Regions from separate parts of the Mus musculus genome. Here regions 2 and 3 are each linked to region 1. Evidence: chromatin contacts called from public HiCAR-type and promoter capture Hi-C data. All regions are on one chromosome and are shown on one strand. Each heading gives the region's core, a stretch centred on a gene start, on an enhancer-like site or on the middle of the called end of the contact. The rest is flanking DNA. Distances are from core to core; before and after follow the strand shown. Region 1 holds the start of Dtnb (dystrobrevin, beta). Region 2 holds the start of Efr3b (EFR3 homolog B). Region 3 holds the start of Dnmt3aos (DNA methyltransferase 3A, opposite strand).

Region 1 (3,376 bases), core at 622-3,121:
TATTTTTTTAAATTTTTTTTGTCAACTAGATACAAATTACAATCATTTGGGAAGAAACATTACTCAATTGAGTAATGTTTCCTTCAGATTGACATGCAGGAAGTCCGTAGGAAAAAAAAGTGTTTTGTTTTTCATTAATGATTGATGTAGGAGGGTTGAGCCTACTGTGGGTTGTGATGTCCTTGGGCAGATGGTCCTGAGTCACAGAAGAAATCTGACTGAGCTGGCTATGGAGTAAGCACGGTTCCTCCAGGGTCTCTGCTTCAGCTCCTGCCTCCAGGTTCTGAATGCTCCAGGTGTCTGAGGCACCGTGCTGGTTCCTGTAGCTTCAGTTTCATACTCTACCTCTTTGCAACAGAGTCAAGGTTTTTACCCATCAATGCCTTCCCCATAGTAGGAGCTCAACACATGGTAAGAAACTAAAGGTCTCTTGACATAGTCTGAGGATCCTTACATGGTTACAGCAGCCACCACCTAGCAACCAGTGAGACTCTTCCAAACATGCAAAACAGTCACACAATTCATGTGTGAAAAGTAATGTATCCCCTCTCACACAAAAAACCTCACTTACTCTAAGTTATCAGCACAGCACTGCCTTCACCATGGGAATTTAAAAATAGATTGTGAGAAGAGGAGGAAAAGGGTGTCCTAGAGGCAGGCTGCCAGTCTGATTGAAGCAGGTGGCATGATCTGCCTTTCCATAAGGTGCCAGAAGGCTTCAAAAAGCATCCCTAAAGCACACAGGCCTACTGCTGCTTTCCTTAACATGTGCACATCCACACGCACCAAAAGTCTAATGGATCATGCCGCTGTCTTAAAGTTGAGGGAAAACATTTATCTTTTGAGCCATTAAAAGAAGACTTTGATGTCCCTAGAGAGTTTGGAAAAGCTTCTATAAAAAATGGCAATATGAGGGGCTGGAGAGATAGCTAAGTAGTTAAGAGCACTTGCTATGTTATCAGAGGACCTGGGTTTGATTCCCCAGCATCCAGGTGTCATTTCACACTCTTCTGGCCTCGGGGTGGCACTCACAGGGTGCACACACATTGCAGCCCAAACACTCATACACATAAAATAAAGTCCTTTAAAAAAATGATATGAAGCGGGGGGGGGGGGGGGGGGTAGTGGCGCACGCCTTTAATCCCAGCACTAGGGAGGCAGAGTCAGGCGGATTTCTGAGTTCGAGGCCAGCCTGGTCTACAAAGTGAGTTCCAGGACAGTCAGGGCTACACAGAGAAACCCTGTCTCGAAAAACCAAAACCAAAAAAAAAAAAAAAAGAGTTGGTAATGAATAAATAAATAAATAGATGCTAGATAAATAAATGAAGCTTTGTCGCCCCTGCTCCGTTGCTCAAGCTGTTTAATGTCTAAATAGTCCCACTTTTAGGAACTACTGAACAACTAAGCGGAAAGTAATGTCTCTCCTTCATCCTCTCACCGCATCCGGCTGTGGCTTGGCTTTGCGCAGGGGACCAGACTCGGTCCTTCGCAAGGCTGCTCTTCTCCCTAAGTTATGCATTCTTGGGGACCAGGGGCCGTGACCCGGATCGTGTCCATCGGGCACCAGGCGCGGAGTCAGGGCTCAGCGAGCCTGCTGAGGCAATGTGGAAAGTCACTCGGGGGAGGACCCGCGCTCGAGGCAATGATTCACCGGGTGTTTCTTCGCATTCCTTAAGGTGCAGTCACGTCGGCGCAGCACGCAGCCGCCCGGCAGCTACCTGTGGAGTGGAAGGGCAAGTCCACCTCCACCTCCGCGGCCGGCGCACAGCAGAGGCCCGGAGGGGGCGCGCGAACCCGCGGGAGGGCACTCGGCCGCCTCCCCGCCCCCTCTCGCGGCGGAAGCCCCGCCCCTCCGCGCGCCCGCCCTCCGCGCGCACCCGCCCTCGCCCTCGCGCCCTCGCGCCCTCGCGCCGGGGGCGGGCTCGCTGCGCGTGCCGGGCGGGGAAGCGGCGCGAGCCGGCGCCGTTCCGTTCGCCGCGGGGGCGGCTCCGGGGCCTGAGTGGGCGCCGCCGCCTCAGTCGCTGCTTGCTGCTTCAGCCGCCTCAGCCGAGGGGGCCGGGTTGGAGGAGGCTGCGGCCGCCGGAGAGCCACGCGACGGCCCCTCAGCTCCGGCCGGGAAGCGAGCCAGGTGGGGAGTCCGCCGGGGCTGGAGGAGCGAGAAGGAGGGCTGCGGGGTGGCGGAGTGCGCGGCCCTGGAGCGGCGACCCTTGGGAGACAGCACGCCGGGCCGGGGAGGGCTCTCCGGTCACCCGCGCGCGCGGGGGCCCGCGGAGCGCAGAGCCGGGCTGCGCGCGCTGCTGATGCATCCTGAGCCCGGCTGGCGGGGAGGAGGCTCCGCGTTAGGTGCTGAAGGGGGCGAAGGCGGCAGGTCCTGGCAGAGGGCAGGTGAGGTAGGCAGGCCCTGGCAGAGGGAAGGGAATTCATTCCAGATCACCTCTCAGTGTCCCCCGAGGCTCCCGGTAGACGAACCTGTCCACCCAGGTCACCCCTGTTGGGCACAGTGTCCGGAGAAGAGGGAGGATGCAGCTGACGAATGCTTGCTGTTAAATTTCTGTGCCAGGCCTTAGGGAATCAGGGAGACCTTCCAGCATTCTCTGCAAGCGTTTATTGATTAGCTACGGAGCAGGAGAGAACCGCGGTCAGCGCCTGGGTCACGACTTTATCACTCTCAGCCATCTTTTGCTGTTGAAGTGCTGACAGTTCGGCTGTGAAAGTATGCACACAAAATGTAAAGTGCTCTATTTCATGTTTCCTGTTCTGTTCACTTCAGGTCCCTTTAGGATTTTCCCAGCCCTGGGAAACTGGAGCCGTAAGTTGCTTGGTTTGTGGAGAAAGTAAGATAGTTGAGGAAAGCTGGTGGGAACTATTGAGAAGAGATTTGAAGGATCTTACTGACATTTAAAAGAGGGGTGGGGAGGGGGAGAAGAAATCTGGAAGAAGAATCTTGCCTTCCCAGCTAGAATTAAGCTCCGTGCCTGTTTTCTGTTCAGTCCTCCGGATGTGGCCTGGATCCCAGCAGCCCTACAGTGGATGCCCACTGCAGAATGGATGGAGGAAGCAGGGGCTTGAGTGTCAGTCTCTGTAGAGTTAGGGATGATCGCTGGACTTCCTTTGGTCCTCGGATTCTCTTTTTGCCTCTTCAGGTAACCCAGGCACTGGTAGGTTAAAACAGTGGCTTAGGTGGCAGACTCCGGTGGCCTGTGGCCACTCTTCTTCATCCACGTGGTTCTTGCATGTTGTGCACCAGGAGCTTAATCTCTGGGTGGTGCTCTGGTCTTTTCTCTCTTTGGCTTTTTTCTGGTCGTTTGAGGAGGATGGGAGGGTGCTTTTGCTTAGAGAACACTTTATAATTTCTGTCCTGCCTCTCGGATCTTGG
Region 2 (3,376 bases), core at 384-2,883, 470 kb after region 1:
CATGCTTCTGTCAAATGATCTGCAGCTTCAGCCTGCTCCCTCTGCAGAAAGGGGGTGGGGGGGGGGGCACAGACAGAATAAAAGAGGTCTATGGCTCTTTCTACCTCCCAACAGGCAAAGCCCAAGTCCAGTCACCTTTCAGAGTCCCCACTGGTTATGGGTCCAGCCGCTGAGGACATCTCCCCTCCCCCCATTTGCTCCACCCAAGAGAATTAATGCTAGCTGAGAGGACCTGCTGACACCTCTATAAGAATCATAGTGTGGCTGTGTAACCAACTGACCTGGGAAGGAGATGCAAGGCAAAAAGTTAAGTCTTTGTCTTCTAAATAGGGGGCTCACCAACTGCTGACTCTTTTCAGCATGCTCTCTGTGCTAACAAACTTTGTGACTCATGGTCTGTTCGCAGAGGCAGCCAGCAGCCTTAGAAATGGGTTAAATTGGGAACATGCACTTCTAGATCACTCACTCCTCAGGTGCAGCCCGAGCCCCTACCCTGCAGTAGGAGACGGAGAACAGGGCTCCAATTCTTCTGCTGGCCTCAGAATAACTACCAGAGACCTGGGCTCTAGTAAACTGTGTCCACAGGAATACACGCACACATGTACCCTTGGTAGAGAGCCGATTCCTAGACTAGTCCACTCTTATGATCTGCAAAGTGGGACCCCAGGAGCGCTTTCCTCATCCACGCTGCCTGTAGAACCCGAGAAATTCTTGACAAATGAGCAAGCAGAGCCTTGAACCGTGAGGGTCTTGGAGCTGCCACACATTCGTGGGGGCGGTGGCTGCGTAATTGGGAGAAACCCTCGAAGCAGCATCTCTCCCCATCAGCCCTCCATAGGGCCAATCTGGAAGTTGGGAAGCCTGAATACCATTAGCAGCAGTGTTAGGTAGAGGCCAAGTCCACCCAGCTCAGAGAGATGAACCTCCAGCGCCGGCTCGCTCGCCAGCTCCTGCACTGCCGGCGCCGCCTCCCACATCCAAGGAGCCTGGCAGCAGACTGGCAGTGAGCAGCTCTCCCCTACCCTGGACCACTTTCGCGCATCAAACTCCCAAGCACAAGCCTCTTTGTTAATTCTGCAAATACTGTCACCCGATCACCTCCACCAACACTGTCGGCTCAGCTCCGAAGATACTCGCTTTTTCCAAAGCCGGGTGCCTCTCAGCCATCAGAGTCCCTACCTGGCGACGGACCACCGCCCCTAGCGCCTGCACACGCCTGCCCGAGGGATCTCAGGGGACCAGAGAGTCCCCCGGCCTAAGGCATCTTTGTCCTCTCGGCACAGACGTACGCACAGGCGACTGAACCAGCCTAGCCTGGCACCAAGTCGGCATTCTCGCTTTTGCGACGGGGGCCACTCCGGGGGACAAAGGTCCGTGTCTGGAAGTTTGCGGGCCCGAGCCGGGGCGCCAAGCCCTCCTTACCGTACATCTCCGCGGGGAGCGCGCCTCTGGGGAGGCCGGCGTAGCCGCGTCGCTGGCTGCTAGTCCTGGCCGCTCCTGCCTTTCATTCACAGCCCGGCGGGCTCAGGCGGCTGCGGGCGGAGACCGGGGCGCGGCGGGAGCAGCCGATGGGGGGCCGGCGGCGGGCGGGACAGAGCGGGACGCCACCCGCCCATTCAGCGACGAGGTTGGCTGCCGCCTCCTGCTCTGGTCCGCAAGCTAGGCGGCGCGCAGGGGGCGGAGCTGTGTTCTGCCACGCCCCGCCCCCTTGGCCACTGGCGGGCTGCCTCAAGAGCCCCGCCTCCATCCCGGACCCTCTCCTTTCCTCAGTATGGGGCGAGCCTTTTTACCTACCTGACGCCCCAGGAAGCCCAGGTTCTTCGTTCACTCAGTAGATCATCCATCCGAATTCCAGCTCCTGGCTCAGCTCTTACGCGGGTCGCTGACGTGTCCTTCAAACTGATGACACACACACACACACACACACACACACACACACACACACACACACACACACACACACACACCCCACACCAGGTCAGCCGGGCGCTGGAAGCTGCAGGTGTGCTCTATTCAGTCTGCTCAAACGAACCGGCTTAGGGAACCTAAGGAGCAGAAATTGAGGCATAACCCTATTCTTTCTGCGGGCCCCAAACTCTGTTTGCTACCTGGGTCAGGTATTCAGGAAATACAGCACACTCCCAACCTCCAAGGCTGCAGGAAGTCCGCTTGGTTTTTCCTCTCCAGATTTGTGTAATCTGCAAGCTTTGCAGCCAGCATCCCCTCCACAAAGGGACTTAAACCCCAGGCCAACGCCCCAGCCCTGGATATCTCTGCCTTCTGTTTCTCTGGCTTTTCTATTTCTATTTCTTAATTTCTCCTCTTGCCTCTTGCTGGAGGCTTTCTGTTTTCTTCCCGACCGTAAAAATTAGAGAAGGGCCTGAATGCAATGACCTTCGTTTTGTTTGTTTGTTTGTTTGTTTGTTTTGTTTTGTTTCGTCTTGTTTTTTGAGACAGGGTTTCTCTGTCGGCGCCTCTTTGAGCCTTGCTTCGTGTTGAGAAATTTCATGAACCTACAGTACATAGTGGGCACCACATATTGTTTTCTTTTTCTTTTTTTCTCCCCCAAAGCAAAGATCAAACCAGAGAGATCCAGTCCTTGGATTTGGAGACGGTGCTCAAGACAGTGCTCACTGCACCCCAAACCAGCATTTTCTATTTTTCTTTGGCTTCATTTCCCCAGACACATCCACCAACCCACCTGCACCTCTCCTAATCTGATGCTTCCTGTTGCCTTGATAAACAGAATGACCAAAAAAACACTTGGTTAAGAAAGGGTTTATGTCATATTAAACTTTACAGTCCATCACTGGGGGAAGTTGTCCTGGTTTGAACGGATTGTAGTGGAATATGAAGAGTCCCTGTAGGCTCTTATATTTGAATGCTGGTCCCTCATTGGTAGAACTGTTTGGGGGAGGATTAGGAAGTGTGTTCTTGTTGGGGGTGTGTGTGTCAATGGTCAATGGAGATGGCCTTCGAAGTTTCAAAAGCCCACACTAGTCCAGCGCTCTCTCTCTCTCTCTCTCTCTTTCTCTCTCTCTCTCTCTCTCTCTCTTTCTCTCTCTCTCTCCCTCATGCTTGTTGACCAGATGTAAGCTCTGATCCACAGCCATGCCTGCCTGCCTGCCTGCCTGCTGTGCTCTCCACCATGATGGCTGTGGACTCTACCCTCTGGAAATGTGCGCCCTGAACTGAATTGTTTCTTGTATAACCTGTCTTGGCTATGGAGACAGGATATTGGGATCAGCAATAAAAAAGGAACTAAGACAGGATTCTTCCCTAAAGTTACATGGCCAGTAAGCAATTTCTGGAGTGATGTAGCTGCCTGCGTGCTGCACCAGGGCACCAGCGGTGCAGCTTTTAGTTAGTCCCCTTG
Region 3 (3,376 bases), core at 293-2,792, 290 kb after region 1:
TCCTCCCCAGAAACTGGAAGGCTACTTTGGTCCATTGACTGCAGTCTGGCTTCCTCTCTCTGGGTAGTTCCTGTAGGTGGATTTACTCTGCCCAGTTGCCCAGGTCCCAAGAGCCCTAGGGAGAGAGGCCATGCTTAGTCCAGGGTCTAGAGGGCAAGGGGTCAGCTATGGTGTAGGAGTCATGAGTTCACTTGAACCTCAGGTCAGTGATGACTCAAAGGAAATGGAGTGGTCCACTGTGTAGAGTGCTTGCCCAGCACAAATGAAGCCCAGGGTTCCACCCCAGCATTGTATAAACCGAGTGTGGTAGAGCACACTTGTAATTCCAGCACTCAAGAAGCCAAGTGGTGGGGAGGTAAGGATCAGGAATTTAAGAGTAGCCTTGGCTGCATGAGGCTATCCTGGGCTGCACGAGGCTAGCTTGGATTAGGTGAGTCTCAATCTCAAAAAACAAAACAAAGTAGGAACCAAAGTCAAGCAGGAGAGGATAGGGGCCATTAGGAAGAGGGCCTGATGGTGGTGGGGCTGGAATCTAGCTCACTGTAGCAGTTACATAATACACAGAAGAAAGGCTCTGGGTTTGATTCCCAGCACCAAAATGGGGAGGGGTGAGGGATGGGGTGGGCCAATGGGAAGGGGTGGGCCTTTCAGCCATCGAGCTGATCCTAGGCTTACAGCTCAGCTGTGTGCTAGATTCCCATCTCTTCATCCACCTGTGTACTGGCTCCCACCTCTGGGTGTGTCTGATGCTACTGCAGAGGGGTTCCTTCTGGCAGGGCTGGTGGGGAAGCACCTACGCAGTGTGCTTGAAAGACTGAGGCCAGGCAGAGAGATAGCACTCCCGGCTCCCAAGGCTACGGAGTTGGTACCAACAGGAAGTGAGTCCTTGGGTACGGAGGCTGTATGATCCTCATGTAAGAAGGAAGCCTCTAGGATGATCTCGGGCCGCTCTGCAGGGGAAGCCTACAGTGAAGAGAGAGAGAGCATCTAAGAGAGATTGCTTCTGTCCAAGTGCAACCTGCCCACCTCCCTGCAGTACAGGTTGGCTTTGCAGTATCTGGTACCACTGGTCCCTGGAAAGTGTCCACCAGGGCAACGAGGCATGGCCTTCTCTCATGCGTGACTCACCTTAACCTTGCAGAGTGACAGAGTGACAGACTGACAGAGGAAGTTTCCATGCTGAGGTGGGTCAGACACATGGTGTGGGAGCTGGGGAATAAAGGAAGTAGGTGGTCATCTGTTTGCTCCTCTCTTCTGATGCAGCTGCCCAGCAGCCTGGCTTGCCTGTGGAGGCTTTCTCTCTCCCACCTGGCACTTCCTCCTTGTGCTGCAGCCTCCGGAACCCCCAGCTGCTGGGGCAGACAGCAATGCATCTCCTCAGCATGTTCTCTTTCCCAGGTGAAGAGCCCGAAGCATAGACTGGTGGATCAACAGTCCAACTGCTGGTCCCTCAGGAGGTGGCAGTCAGACTCTGGGTTTGCCACTTCTCAGGGGTCCTCTCCAGAGAGCAGTGAGCTCACACTTCCATCCCAGACATGAAATGGAGGCTGTGAGGGGAGGGGCCAGCAGCTCAAACCTCTCAGGCCATGTGCTGATGCTGCAGCCTTTCTGAGGCGAGCTTGGCATTTCTCTCTATACTTGGACCCCTGGGACTGCCCTACAGATAGACTTAGCTATAGGGAACTGGAGGTCATAGGACTCTACAGCAGCTCAGCCCCAGAACCCACAGTGGGTGTGAGTCATAGAGCATCCACTGAGTAGGAGGGAGAGCCATATGCACGAATGTGGAGAGACGCCATTGCATTTGTCAGGGGAGAAGCGAGTTCTAGAACCTTCTGGGTAGCATAATAAAACATGATCTTGAATCTCGTGTGTGTGAATGTGTGGATGAACTCGTAGCTTACATGTGATTGTGAAAAGTCTAAAAAGGAAACCTAGCCCTTTGGCACATGCCTGCCATCCCAGCCCTTGCCACACAGAGCAGGAGGATCAAGAGTCAAGGCCAACCTCAGATACACAGTTTGATTGAAACCAGCCTAGATTACATGAAGCCTTGTTTTATTTTGTTTATTTTTTAATTATGTATATGAATGTTTTGCCAGCATGTATATATATCACCATGTGCATGCCTGGTGGATGTCAGAAGAGAGCACTGGACCCCTTGGAACTGGAGTTCTAGTTGTAAGCCACCATGGGGTTGCTAGGAATTGAACCTAGGTCCTCTCTGAGAGCCATTAACCAGGAGCCATTTCTTTAGCCTGAGATGGAACGAAACATCTAAAAAAGATGGAGTATGGCCCCCACACCTTTAACTCTAGCACTCAGGAGGCAAAGGCAAACGGATCTCCTTGAGTTCCAGGTGAGCCAGAGCCACATGCTGGGACCCTATTGGGGATGAGGGTGGGGGCTGAAAAGGATGTTATCAAGCTACTAATGATTTTCAGGGAGAAAATAACTTGGGGGGAGACCAATAGACAGACAGACACTTTCATAGAGACGATCAGAGGATAACTTGCAACTGGTTCTCTCCTTCCAATATGTGGGTCCTGGTTATCAGACTCAGGTCCTCAGCTTGGAAGCAAGTACCCTTACCTGCTGAGCCATTGTGCCAGCTTAGCTTTGGTTTGCACAATTCAAATTTTATGGGGCTGGGGACTTGGCTTAGTGGCCCTGATATAATTCCCCACCCCACATAAACTGGGTGTGTTGGTACATGCCAGTAATCCCAGCATGCAGGTGGCAGAGGCAGAGTTTAAGGTGATCCTTAGCTACATAGTAAGTTTGAGGGTAACCTGGGCTAACTGTGACTCTGTCACACAAAAATAAATTACATATGTCTGATTATTTTAAAAGACTTATGTATGTATATGAGCACTGTATTTGCATGTGTGTGTGCATAACAAGAGTACATCAGAAACAGAAGAGGGCATCAAATTCCACTATAGATGGTTGTGAGCTGCCATGTATTTGCTAGGAATTGAACTGGGGACCTCTGGAGGAACAGCCAGTGCTCTTAACCACTGAGCCATCTCTCCAGCCCTGTATGTCTGGTTTTTTTATTATTATTACTAATTAAGATTTATATATTTTTGTTGGTAGATTCTTAGTGTGTTGTCCTGACTGACCTAGCACTCAAAGAGATTGATTTGCCTGCCTCTGCCTCTGCACCACCACACCTGGCCCATTACTTTTGTTTGTTTGTTTGTTTGTTTGTTTGTTTGTTTTTCGAGACAGGGTTTCTCTGTGTAGCCCTGGCTGTCCTGGAACTCACTCTGTAGACCAGGCTGGCCTTGAACTCAGGGATCCACCTGCTTCTGCCTCTCAAGTGCTGGGGTTAAAGGTGTGCGCCACCACCGCCCAGCAGCCCTTTACTTTT

What was found. HiCAR-type assays count read pairs that join an accessible place to other places. Capture Hi-C pulls out chosen DNA fragments and counts their contacts.
Region 2: a contact with region 1 is called in a HiCAR-type map of astrocytes, with 2.8 times the contacts expected there. The contact joins the promoter of Efr3b here to the promoter of Dtnb in region 1. A contact is called at or near these places in 1 of 39 promoter capture datasets (pre-B cells) and 2 of 115 datasets of contacts at active chromatin or transcription factors (astrocytes and large pre-B cells).
Region 3: a promoter capture Hi-C map of liver shows a contact between it and region 1. The contact joins the promoter of Dnmt3aos here to the promoter of Dtnb in region 1. A contact is called at or near these places in 1 of 39 promoter capture datasets (pre-B cells), 2 of 484 Hi-C or Micro-C datasets (B cells and CD8 T cells), 5 of 115 datasets of contacts at active chromatin or transcription factors (bone marrow-derived dendritic cells, effector CD8 T cells, embryonic stem cells and 2 more) and 3 of 9 other capture datasets (adipose tissue, liver and pancreatic islet).

The regions. Positions count from the first base shown.
Region 1 is chr12:3,570,520-3,573,895 of GRCm38.p6, forward strand. It overlaps Dtnb (dystrobrevin, beta), which reads left to right and starts at 1,872. Exons shown (of 18, transcript NM_001162465.2): 1 at 1,872-2,128.
Region 2 is chr12:4,037,282-4,040,657 of GRCm38.p6, forward strand. Efr3b (EFR3 homolog B) reads right to left here and starts at 1,634. Exons shown (of 23, transcript NM_001082483.1): 1 at 1,423-1,634. The coding sequence starts at 1,429.
Region 3 is chr12:3,860,702-3,864,077 of GRCm38.p6, forward strand. Dnmt3aos (DNA methyltransferase 3A, opposite strand) reads right to left here and starts at 1,543. Exons shown (of 4, transcript NR_045884.1): 1 at 1,309-1,543; 2 at 1,129-1,209; 3 at 798-963. The region is part of intron 3 of Dnmt3a (DNA methyltransferase 3A); the gene reads left to right.